Regions from separate parts of the Mus musculus genome. Here regions 1 and 2 are each linked to region 3. A link is a contact called in public Hi-C and promoter capture Hi-C data. All regions are on one chromosome and are shown on one strand. The core of a region is the stretch at or near the end of the contact, and the rest is flanking DNA. Distances in the headings are between cores, read along the strand shown.

Region 1 (3,853 bases), core at 294-2,793, 1.3 Mb before region 3:
TAAAGATGATCAGATCCGATGTCTGAACCTAGCCTGGGGTCAGATCCACCTGAAGCTGGAGTTACAGGTGATTGTGTGTCTATCCTCTGGAAGAGCTTAACTGCTGAGCCATTCTCCAGCCCTTAGCCAACACGGCAAGAGAAGCTTTGCCCATACTGACACGCTCGTGCCCATGAATCACTTCTCAACCAGGAAAGGTAAGCCAGGGAGGGCTTCATCCACGTGTACTGGGAAGGAACACACTGGGGAGTCTTCTGTGATAAACGAAGTCAGACAGATGGGCCATGACTGCTTTGAAATGCTATGTCCTGGAGGGCTCAAGAAGAGCAAGAAAGAAGATGAACAGAATTGAGGAAGTAGAGATGACACTTCCCCTTCTTTTGAAATCGCTTTCTTCTCTAGTTAGCCTCTAATAGTAGTCTTGTGTGGGCTGAGCCTCCAGATCCGCGGATGCTTGGAGTGGCATCTTCAGACTTGGCCTTAGATTAGCATGGGCTTTGTGAGGTCAGGGATCCAGAAACAGCTCTTGGATGGGCTCTCTTTCTATTGCATGTAAGTAAAGCCACACTTTGATGTCGAAGCAATTGCTGGGTGATATGAAGGTACTCTGTGTCTTTAGAACAGCCAGGTCTGTAATAGGGCTCTTGGGATGTGAAGTTGGCTCAGCTTTTCTGAAGCAGAAGGCTCTGAGGCACCATGCCGCAGGCCTGTGATTCCACCAGAGCTGTGAAGTTGAGAGTTGAACATCTGCTGTGTGTTCTCGTCTTGTTACCTGAGGGCTGCATTGAGAGCTGCTTTGGGCTGCAGCCCGTGGTTTGATTTAGAAGTGCTTACTTCAGTGTTTGAGTCCTGAAGGTTTCATTTGGGGGAGAAATCCTGAGGGGGAATCCTTCCCTCTCCCCCACAATAGAGAAGGTGTGTTCTTTGTGGAGAATTCCCCTTTTGTGTGCAGGCAGCTGGAGGTCACCGGCTAGACAGAACATCTCTGGTTTGACAGCAAGGGCTGGGTGTTGTTGATGTAGGGGCTTTCACGGAAGGCAAGCGAAGTGCTAAGATTTCCTTTATGTAAAAACATTAGAATTACATTATAAGAGGCAGATTTATAAGGCATCTTTGACTGCGTTAGTAGACTTTATTAGACTTCAGGGGCCCACATATTCCCAGTGCAGTGCTGGGCATGGTACAGTAATAGATAGAACCTGGCTCCTATGCGCTGACTTGTGCTACATGGGAAGTAGGGGCAGAATGGTTTTTCTTTTTGGCTCATATCATACAAGTGGGGAGGTAACATCCGGTGTGCATATTGTTTAATCTACCCTTTATTGCTTTTATCTACTATACTTATATGTCAGGTGCGTTTTCTCGAGAAGGCCATGTGTGACCATTTCAAGCAAATTGCATTGAGCCAATGCATATTGCTAGAACATGGAAATAGGAAGTTCTTTCCTGCGGTAACTTGCTGTGGCAACAAGAGATAAGAAATTACTTCATGGCTATTGCTTGAGACTTTCCTTTTGACTTGTGTAGCCTTCTTGAGCAGATCACTTCTGCTTTCTGTCCGGCTTGGAGGCTGGGCAGTGTGAACTAGCAGCTGAAGCACAGGCTGACAAGTTGTTAGTGGGTATGACATTTAAATAATGGGCGTTTATGTGTGAAGACGATTCTGAAAAGTAAGGTTTGCAAACTGGGGGATGGCTATACTTTTAGGGTTAAGAAGAGTGACTTCCACAACATATGCCCTTAGTGATATTTATTGGATGAATAAATGATTATTAAAGTTGTTCATAAAGGTCATGCAAAGGTGTTGTACTACTTGGTTTTGTGTAAGCTGAATAAACCATTTCCTCCCCAAATTGCTTCTTGGTCATGATGTGTTGTGCAGGAATACAAACCCTGACTAAGACAAGTATTCATTGTTTCTGTTACCCAGGCAACTGAGAAAGCAACATTTAGAGAGGGTTAGGTTGAAGCAGTGGAGGATCTGAGAGTGTGAGGAGAAGAAAGAATGTATAGAGAAATGAATATAAAAATGTCAGAAAAGTGGGAGTGATATTATGGTGGTGGAAATGGCAGAGGGGAAGGAACACTGCAGACAGTGGAGGTGACAGAAGAGGGGAAGGAGATGGTGGAGAGGTGGAGTGAAAATGATGATGATTGTCAGTGTACTTCTTGGGGTACATTATTGGTGTCTATTGTCTACCACCCTTCCAACCTTTATTCCATCCAACTTCCTTTCAACCCAACACTAGGTAGGAGACAAAGAAGGTTAGAGGGGAAAGGGAACCTAGACCTCTTTAGACTACTTCCTGCTGACTAGGGCTGTCAGGTTCCTTGGGCCAAATCCAATCTCCATCCAGCAATCTAACAAAACAGAAAACCAGTAATCCAACAAGAGCAAATGGAGCAGGAACAGGAGCCAGAAGCAGTGGGGGCAGCAGCTGCCATAAACCCTCTCAGGCTATCAAATTTATACACTCTCAAGAATCTCCAGAATTCCAAACACAAACTGTCTGTAGTTGGCAAAAATCATGTCCTTCCTAGAGCACAAGGCAATCATAGTCAGCAGATGTGGATGCTCTGAAGCAGCCCTGTATCCCACACCTGGGATTAAAACAAAAATATATTCATGTAGTATAGCTGCATTTTAAAAGAAACCCAAATTTTTACTACAGGTGATAGTAGAGAGGGTTTCTGGATGGATGATGTGACATCCTAGACACCAAGGATTACACCTAGACAATTATTACATAGACTACACACGTACAGGTAATAGCAGTGATACTAGGGATGGTGGGGATGAGTGGAAGGTAACGGATGGTAGTAGAGATGGAGGAGATGATAGCAGAGTAACAGAGCAGGTGGAAAAGGGAGAAGTGACAGAGATTTTTGTAGTAGAAGTGATGGAAGGTAGACAGTAGACGTAATGGAGTGATATAGAGATCTTAGGGTATCAGTGACAGAGGAGGTCGCTGGTAATAGTGGTGGTGGTAGATATGATAGTGGTGGTAGTGGTGGTATCAGTGGAAACTGTGGGCAAGTTGTTGGAAGTGACAGTGATGAAGGCGATGATGTCATGATACAGCCACGGAGACATAGTTTGGAGGAAGGGATATCTGCTCATAATTTGTGTCTACCACCATCTCTATGAACCATGGACTGCTGATGTTTTTTAGTTGTGTTAGAATCAGGAAAGGGATGACAGAGTGCCTATCCGTGCCATGGGCTTCTCCAAACAGCAGGCCGTTGGGTATTTTCTTCAGTTTTCAAGCCACCATACCCATACCTAGAAAGTTAGCCACCTTCCCTCCTTTATGCTTTCTCCTGTTTTCTAAGTTTCCTAAGATGGGGTTGTGTCTTTTAAAGAGTCATTGCTGTGGTCTGAATGTATGTTTGTGAAGCCTTTATCGATACTCAGTCCCCATATGGGACCTCTTGTGACAAAGGTGGGATCTAGAGTTGAGGGACAAACCGTTGTTCCTTTCCCCCATTCAAGGACACATGACCCTATCTATAGAGACTCAGCCCTCATCATATACAGAGCCTGATGGCTTGTGTCTTGACTTTGAATGTCTCAGCCTCTATGACCATGTAGCTTATAAGCATAGAATTTATTTCTTTGGTAGGGGGAGTAGACCAAGACAGATGTTTATTAAACACAAACATTATACCTAAAAGTCACTTGTTTGTCCAAATGAAGGAATACCACCAGTAAAATGACATTTTTGGAATATTCTTATGATATGATGCTGTCAACAAAACAGGAGCAGGACTTTTTTAATTACATAAAAATACTACTGAGAAGAAAGGTTGAGGCAGAATATGCTGAACTATATGAAGAATGGGCTTATAGCTG
Region 2 (3,957 bases), core at 10-2,509, 1.3 Mb before region 3:
GCCAAAGGAGAAAAGCCTTTGCTTTGATTTTTAAAGCTATAGAACATATTTATAAGTATGGCAGCGTCCGCCACAGAATGATGTGTGTGAGGCTCTTTGTAGCAGGGCTTTCTTTACCTACAGATCAGCTGTTACCCGCGCCCAGCCACCCCCCCACCCCCCTTTCAGTAACAGCCTCCATGTAGGTGAGCCAATACACAAATTCACGAGCACGCTTTGATGGAACTTAGCATATGCAAAGAAGTGTGTGCTTTTTGTGAATGGTGTTGCAGTTGTATATGGGAAAGGAGCTATAAGATTTGCTGACAGCCAAAGTGTATTGTTCAGGAAGCAGAAGCAACCAGAGTTAGAGTTATGAGGCATTGGTCAGTTTGCAGTGTTGATCTGTTTGATGTCTGTGTTCGAGGGGGGGGGGGGGAAACCTACAGTCCTTCCCAGGTGTACACATTTTTGCTAATTAGAAATATCTTGGAAAGCCTCATCGTCACTGATTTTCAACTAGGATCAGGTATTTTGAAAATGTGTGTCTGCATATTAACTCTTGTTTAAAACTGAATGTACAATATTTTGCTAGAGTGGAAAAAGCCCTATCTTGTTAATTTAAGTGTTTTAAATAGAGTTGTATATTTTTCTTACTCTTAGTCACACATAATTGAAATGTTTCTGTTTTGTGTCATATGTGAAACCCAAGGAAAAAGAGTATTCAACGTGGTTTCAGATTTACAAGTGACCCACTCCTGGCCGTTGGCAGTGTGGGCACTTATATTAAAGACGGAAATAAATTCTTCCAAGCATTTGGGATTTTATGAATTTGTGGTAGAGGAGCGAAAGAAACAAACGTAAATGACACTACAGAAAAGAAATGTTCCAAGGTATTCCTAGGCAGAGCTGAAGCCCAGCGTCCACATACTTCACCACTGGGATTGTCCAGTGACCTGCCTGAAGTGCAGTGCGCAGGATGACTGGAGTTAGTAAGGCCTCCCCTCCCCCCATCTTAAATGCCTCTGTGGCAGTGTTAAGGGGCACAGTAGCCACCTCTGCCAGTGTCATTGTTTTTACACTTACAACAACATATTCCCAGCAGTGTCTGGGGCACTTCAAGAAACTAATCTGTTGGCTGGGGGTGGGGGGTGGGAGGGCAGCCCCCACAAACAGGATTGAAGAGGCTTCTGTGGTGATTCATTCAGTATATAGCGCATGCCTGTGAGCAGAGTACAGGAAAGGGCAAGGAAGGAGCTGTGTTCCAGGAGCGTTGGCCCCTGCCAGTTTCCTGTTGACCTGGGCTCTGTGCCCAGACACGATGCTTGCTTTGACTCTCTGGTCTGGAAGATGGTTACAGTCCCATTGCTTAATGGTGTGCAGAGCTTCGGACAGCATGGTTAGTGTGATGGGCACTTTTCTCTGCAGATGTCTCTTCTAAATTGAAGGAGCGTCCTAAGAATGGATTCTCAGAACTCAGACTTAACTCTTGTCTGCAGCGCTCAACTCAAATTATTACACCAGATGGTGCCTCCCTCCCACACTCTTCCTGGAAGCTCTGGGGGAAGTCCAGGGAAAGTTCTGGCTTCCTCTACAGCCTCCACAATGTCTCTTTTCTTTGTATTTTCGTCTGAGGTTTTTACCTGAATTATGTTTAAAAACTCTATCGCTGCTAAAGGATTTTGTAAAACTCTGCTTTTGAAATATATAGCAACAGCTAATAGTAGTTCCTCAAAATGGGGAGATATCTTGGTATATAAAGAGCTTGCTGAACAAGGAAAGCGCCAGAGTTTGGATCCCTCCGATCCCTGCAGGTGTGGTAACTCTACACCTCCTGCACTCCCAGGCTGTCAAGATGAGGGATCCCAGGAGCAGGCTGGTCGGCTAGACTGGCTGGAGTCTGCAAGTTCTGGGTCAGTGAAAGATCAGCTTTCAGTATGTACGATGGAAGGGCAGCCAAGGAAGGAACTCGGTGTCTGTGCGCACAGGTCTGCACATGCATGTGTGCGCACAGGAACTTCCTGGTGACTTCCTAGTCCTGTCCAACCTGACCCTACCCCATCACCCCCCATACACACTTTTGTTGTTGTTGTTGTTGTTTGTTTTTTGAGACATGGTTTCTCTATATAGCTCTGGCTGTTCTGGAACTCATTCTGTAGACCAGGCTGGTCTTGAACTCAGAAATCCGCCTGCCTCTGCCTCCCAAGTGCTGGGATTAAAGGTGTGCGCCACCACTGCCTGGCTTCATCCCCCCCCCCCTCCCCTTTAAAGAAATGTTTTTCACTTAAACATTTTTAAATTCTATTTTATTTTGTGTTACTTTAAACATCTTAAAGATTTATATGTTTAATTATGTTCTCCTTCCCCAAGTCCTTCTAGATCTTCTACCCACTCCCTACCTACCCAACTTTAAGTTCTTTCTCAAGGAACAACAACAACAAAAATACAAAAACAAAAGCTCCAAACAAAAAAAACAAAAACACAATCATAAACCAAAAAAAGAAAATCAATAACAAATGAACCCAACCCACCACACTGTAGTCAAATAAAAGTGTCCACACACACACACCAAAACCTGTAGAGTCCACTGTATGTTTGCCAACTACTCCTGAACATGAAGCCTGTCCAAGTGTCACTCTTGGAGAAAACTGATTGTCCCTGTCCCAGCAGGTAAGAATGACAGTGGCTAGGTTTTCCATTCATTCATTCATTCATTCATTCATTCTTTTTTTTTTTTTAACAAAATATGATTTAAGTTAAAAACTATCACATCAAATTTGGACAAGGCAAAGCAGCAGAAGGAAAAGAGCCCAGAGAAGGTACAAGAATCAGAGACCCACTCACACTCAGGAATCCCATAAAAACACTAAGCTGGAAGTCATTATGTATTTGCAGAGGATCACTGCAGACCCCTCCAGGCCCTGTGGGTTTGTATGAGCTTTGCTCACATTGATTTAGACTTAGAGGATCTTGTTTTGCTTAAAGTCCTCCTTGTTTTATAACATCACGACAATCACCAAATGCAATCATGGATGATAGTAGATGCACACATAAAAGCATTTGCCAGGTAGTATGTGATAGGATGTCACAGCTGGAACATAAAGAAGTAAATCATAAATAGTTCAATATGTAACTGCTCCAGCCAGATGTTATAATCAAACAGTGGTACTAGAGATGTAGCTGAAAATTTTATATTCAGAGCAGACAGCAGGAAGAAGAGCCAGCCATTGGGCCTGGCTTAAGCATCTGAGATCTCAAAGCCCACCCCCAGTGACATACTTCCTTCAAGAAGGCCACATCTTCTAGTAGTGCCACTTCCTGTGGGCCTATGAAGCCATTTTCTTTCAAACCACCACCACCCCCAAGAGTTTGAGGGAGTAAATATCTTTAAGTTTGAATATTACCAGAAATGAAGAAACTTTTTGACTGTCATTTGCCAACCTGGAGTGCATTAGGTAGAAATGTAGGCCTAGCTTAGATAGTTCACCTGCTATGTCTGTGTTTTATGTACGTAGATAACTGCTTTATATTTTTTCCTAGTGTGTTAATAAACTGCCTAGTTCCTTTGGGGTGAGTGAACCCAAGCCATTTCCTAGATTATCTGTGAGCGACCATCTTAAAAGGAATTCATACACTTTGATACAGCCACTCTCTGGCTTGGACAATGGTTTTGATAGTCATTTGGGGAATTACTCTGTCTTAGTCAGGTTGAGCTTTGCCACAGCCAAGTATAGAATCTGAGGTCAAGTCTGAGGTGCTGACTGTCTCAGTTCTAGATTGCACACAGCCATATTGGGGTGGGTAAGGGAGAGAGAGAAGTAAGAGGAGAGAGAAGACGTGGGGAGGACAAGAGAGAAAGAGAGAAGGAGGGGAGAGAAGAAAGGTGAGGAGAGGTCAAGAGGAGAGAGGAGGGAAGAGCACACACCGACCTTTACATTCAAGGGCTTGCTCCCTTCAAAGCCAACCCCCTAATGTTCC
Region 3 (3,639 bases), core at 103-2,602:
TTTTTGCAACACTCCAAACGTGAAAATGCCAGAAAACTAGGGATAAACAAAAAGAATTTGATAAAAACTGGATCCACCCAACGTTTGTATGACTCAGTCCAATCTTGGTCCCGCTTTACACAGGAGCTGCATGGAACACTAACAGAAAGTCATATGCTCTTGCAGAAAAGCAAGAGGGAAATGGCATATCCTGTAGCTTTACTGCTCTGTAGTCTGAAAAGAAGTTAAGTGTATTGTCACCACTTAGAAATAAATTCAAGACGTGCATGCCCAGCATCATTAGTGGTGCACTATAGCTCACCATCAGACTTAATAATACTTTCACTCTCGCCTTTGATATAAAAATATCCACGCAGCCAGGGCGCTCCACCCCAAAGAGACGGGAGTCTGACTTATTTAGGGGAACAGGTCGGCTGTCGAGCCTAGCCAACGAAGGTTAAGAACACATAAAATAAAATACAAATTAACACTTTTAAGAATTCGTGGTGGTTGAAAACCCAAAAGAATGCAATGGCCAAAGCAGGGCTATACAGAGAAACCCTGTCTCGAACCGGCCCCCCCGCCCCCAACCCAAAAAAAAGAAAAAAAGAATGCAATGGCCAGATCTAAGTTAGGCCGCGCCCTCAGCCTTCGGAAGGCGCCAAGCAAAGGGACGCCGGGGTCCTGCTGCGCGCCATCCCCAGGGCAAGGGCGGTTCTCCGGTCACATGTCCCCCCCAGCTAGTCCGCCCCGCCCGGAGGGAACCGCCAGGCTCCTCGCGCGCAAGCGCCAACCCGCCAACTCCGTAGTGGCGGCCGCGCAATACGCAAGCGCAGGAGCTCCAGGCAGGGGGTGGAGCCAATTTAGGAGGGAGAGTAGAGCGCGCCTAAATCCTAGAGAGGCGGGTCCGGAGCCAGGGGAAGGGCTTGTTTTCCGGAAGGTGTGCACTCAGAGTGGCGGGTTTGCAGCTCTGCAAACTCGCTCGTAACAGACGATGGAGGAAGACTGGGGGCCCGCCTGTGTCCATCACAGACTTTCAGGCAGAAGTCGGAGCTGTCCCCAGGACATGAGGACTCTGGAGAAGCCGGTTCGCGGGATAACGGAGGGGGGGTGCGGGGAGAGGGCAGCATGGCGGGTTTGCGCAGAGGACCAGCCGCCTTCACAGGCCACGCCTACATGGGCGTGCTTGCCAGCTCCATCAGCAACTTTGGGGAGGCGAGGATCTGGGCGTGTGGGAGGAGCCCAGGCTCCAGGGCTGGCTCCGCCCCCGCGCCCTCCTATTGGGCGAGCGAGGGCGTCCTCTCATGCCGCCTGCCTATTGGCACGCTTGTGCAAACGCCGCGCCCCATTGGTCTGTTCTGATTTGGGCACCAAATTCAAAGATTTTAAAAGTACCAGCTGGCGCCTTTTAAGAGCTGCGGCTCGGCGCCTCGTCTGGCCGGCCACCTTTTTCCTGTCGTCGCCGCCACCTCCCCAGCATTGGAGCCCGAGTTTTGCGGCATGAGCCGGCGCACCTGCAGTGACCTGCGCCGGCCGTCCTCCTGTCCCTGCCGTCTTGGCGCGCGGACTACCGTGGACGGTGAGTGTGAGGCGGGCATCGTGGGAATCCTTTCTCTGTGGCGGCAGCCTCAGAAACTGGGTGCTTGCAGATCACGGTGTTCCGGGCCTCAGGCGACCTATTTGGGCCCGGGACTGGGAGGAAGGCGCGGAGCAAGGGTGGCTGGTGCAGAGTGGGACAGATGTGGTCGGCCTTGTACGGGGTCCTACTATTCCATCCCACCCCGAGACCCTGCACTGGGGACGTGCAAGGTAGTGGCTTCTGCGCGCCGCATTCCACCCCACCCCCTGCCTGGGCGCCAAATGCCCCCTCCTCTCCCCTCCTCAACTCATGCTCGAGCTGTGACAGGACTGTGGGACTCCAAGCTGGCCAGATGGCCCCATCTCTAGCCTCTACGCCCCCCATTTCACAACTCATCTATCTCACATCCATACTCAGTCTCCGTAACTTTTTGCCCTCAGAGCCCTGGCTGGAGAGCGCGGGAGATTGAGCTCCGCGCTTATCTCCCGCCTTCCCTCGTGCACCGCGCCCTCGGGGCACCTCCCACCACCGACCCCCTCAGCATTTCTAGGGGCTCCTTCTCAGCTCCCGCCAAATGTAAAGGACCCCCCAGCCCCCGCCTGCCCACTGTACCAAATGGAAAAAGTTTTTTTTTTCCTCCCCTGTTTTGCTGCTTCTCAGTAAGTCTCAAGGCCTGGAGTCAGCAGGGCCTTTTAAAAAGCGCCCTTTTTCCTCCAAAACGGTGAGTTTGCCTGTAGTGTTTAGCTGATGAAAGAATCGAGGAGGGATTGTTTAATTTTCGGGTGTTTTGAAGAATTAATGGTCACTTTTTCCAACGTTTAGGTGAGCAGAGAGAATCAATTGTTTATTTTCTTATTAATTTTTTATCTTTCTTGGCATCTCAATGAAAGATGCATCGGTTCTATCGTAGAAAATTTCCAACTGAAGGAAGAGGTAATTCATTCTCTCTCTCTCTCTCTCTATATATATATATATATCCTCAATAATCTTTCTTCATCAGAAAAGGAATTAAGTCTTGAAGAGAAGAAAGTACTAGCTTAGCAGAATGTGTCTGTAAAAGAGTACCCGAGTCTCCGTTAGAAAATAAGAAATTTAATGGTTTACGAAGGGATTCTTTTGCTCAGCTTTCCTCCTCAGGAAATGCTTGCTGCCCCCAACTCCCCTCCCCCACTGGGTTTACAGCCTTGAAGAAACCTTAAAAAATAATTAGAACATTTAAATATTTTTCAAAGTAGACTTAAAGGTTTTCTCTTGGCTTATACTTTCAATCACCTTTCCTCACCCTTGCACAAAGAAGGGATGGTGTTTGACCTTGGCCACATGGCTGGGGACTGAGACTGAAACCTAGTTAACATATGGAAGAGCTAAGACTTTAAGGCCAGCTTTCATTACAGTCTTTAATCTGGAGTGTAAAGCCTGTGTTTATAAGTTAAATGAAAGGCCAGACTTGGTGCACTTTAGCTCTCCACCTTTCCCCCATCCCGTGATTGGCTGAGGGGTGCTAATGTGAGTTCTAAAACATTGAAATATTTTTCGTTTTATCTGTAAGTTCATTTAAGGACAGCCCCCTCCCCAAAACCTAATAGAATAAGCTGGTCAGAAAGCTCCGCAGAGATTCTTTCATTTGAAGTTTTGCCTCCTCATTTGTGCTTTTGTGGAATTTATCTTGATTTTCAGTGTAAGAAATGCCAGCAAGTTTGCCTTTTTGTGATTTAACTAGATAAACAGATGCTTTTAATTAGATCATCCATTTAATCCAGTTTTGTTTTCTTCCCCATTTTGTGGGTGGGAAAACTGAGGCCAAGTTTTTGCCATTAAGTGGATATCAGATGAAAATAGCAAGACTAGATATGTACCCCACATTTGTTTGATTGGGGGAGTATGGAATTCCTTAATCTGCCTTTGTGTCTACCTAACATGAACATAATATAAAATATTTCTTACTGTTTTGGAGCACTTAGAAATTGAAATCTCTTGCTCTCAGATGGATTTAGCTGTGTGTGTGTTAAGGTCCAGACTCTTATCTTCTGATACTTCTCTCTAATTTAGAAAACAGAGTCCTGTAGTCTGGAGAAGTTTAA

What was found. Promoter capture Hi-C pulls out the DNA fragments that hold promoters and counts their contacts. Hi-C and Micro-C count contacts between places; a contact is called where the count stands out from the background.
Region 1: a contact with region 3 is called in a Hi-C map of bone marrow-derived macrophages, with 8 read pairs. The contact joins the enhancer-like site here to the promoter of Fbxo5 in region 3. A contact is called at or near these places in 3 of 39 promoter capture datasets (the 3T3-L1 cell line and cranial neural crest), 1 of 484 Hi-C or Micro-C datasets (bone marrow-derived macrophages) and 3 of 115 datasets of contacts at active chromatin or transcription factors (acute myeloid leukemia, astrocytes and bone marrow-derived macrophages).
Region 2: a promoter capture Hi-C map of liver shows a contact between it and region 3, with 3 times the contacts expected there. The contact joins the enhancer-like site here to the promoter of Fbxo5 in region 3. A contact is called at or near these places in 3 of 39 promoter capture datasets (cranial neural crest, hippocampal neurons and liver) and 2 of 115 datasets of contacts at active chromatin or transcription factors (pancreatic cancer cells and stem cell-derived neural progenitor cells).

Annotation. Positions count from the first base shown.
Region 1 is chr10:7,060,826-7,064,678 of GRCm38.p6, reverse strand. No RefSeq gene overlaps it. Among named protein-coding and RNA genes, the nearest start is that of Ipcef1, 82 kb to the right of the region's middle. Within about 2 kb of position 1,543, at least 66 of the 459 cell types and tissues checked have an H3K27ac peak or open chromatin away from gene starts, as enhancers often do. A contact at or near this core is called in acute myeloid leukemia and bone marrow-derived macrophages, where this site is marked.
Region 2 is chr10:7,115,898-7,119,854 of GRCm38.p6, reverse strand. It overlaps Cnksr3 (Cnksr family member 3), which reads left to right. Exons shown (of 13, transcript NM_172546.2): 13 at 1-793. Among named protein-coding and RNA genes, the nearest start is that of Cnksr3, 94 kb to the left of the region's middle. Within about 2 kb of position 1,259, at least 140 of the 459 cell types and tissues checked have an H3K27ac peak or open chromatin away from gene starts, as enhancers often do. A contact at or near this core is called in liver and pancreatic cancer cells, where this site is marked.
Region 3 is chr10:5,803,178-5,806,816 of GRCm38.p6, reverse strand. Fbxo5 (F-box protein 5) reads left to right here and starts at 1,352. Exons shown (of 5, transcript NM_025995.2): 1 at 1,352-1,558. The coding sequence starts at 1,480.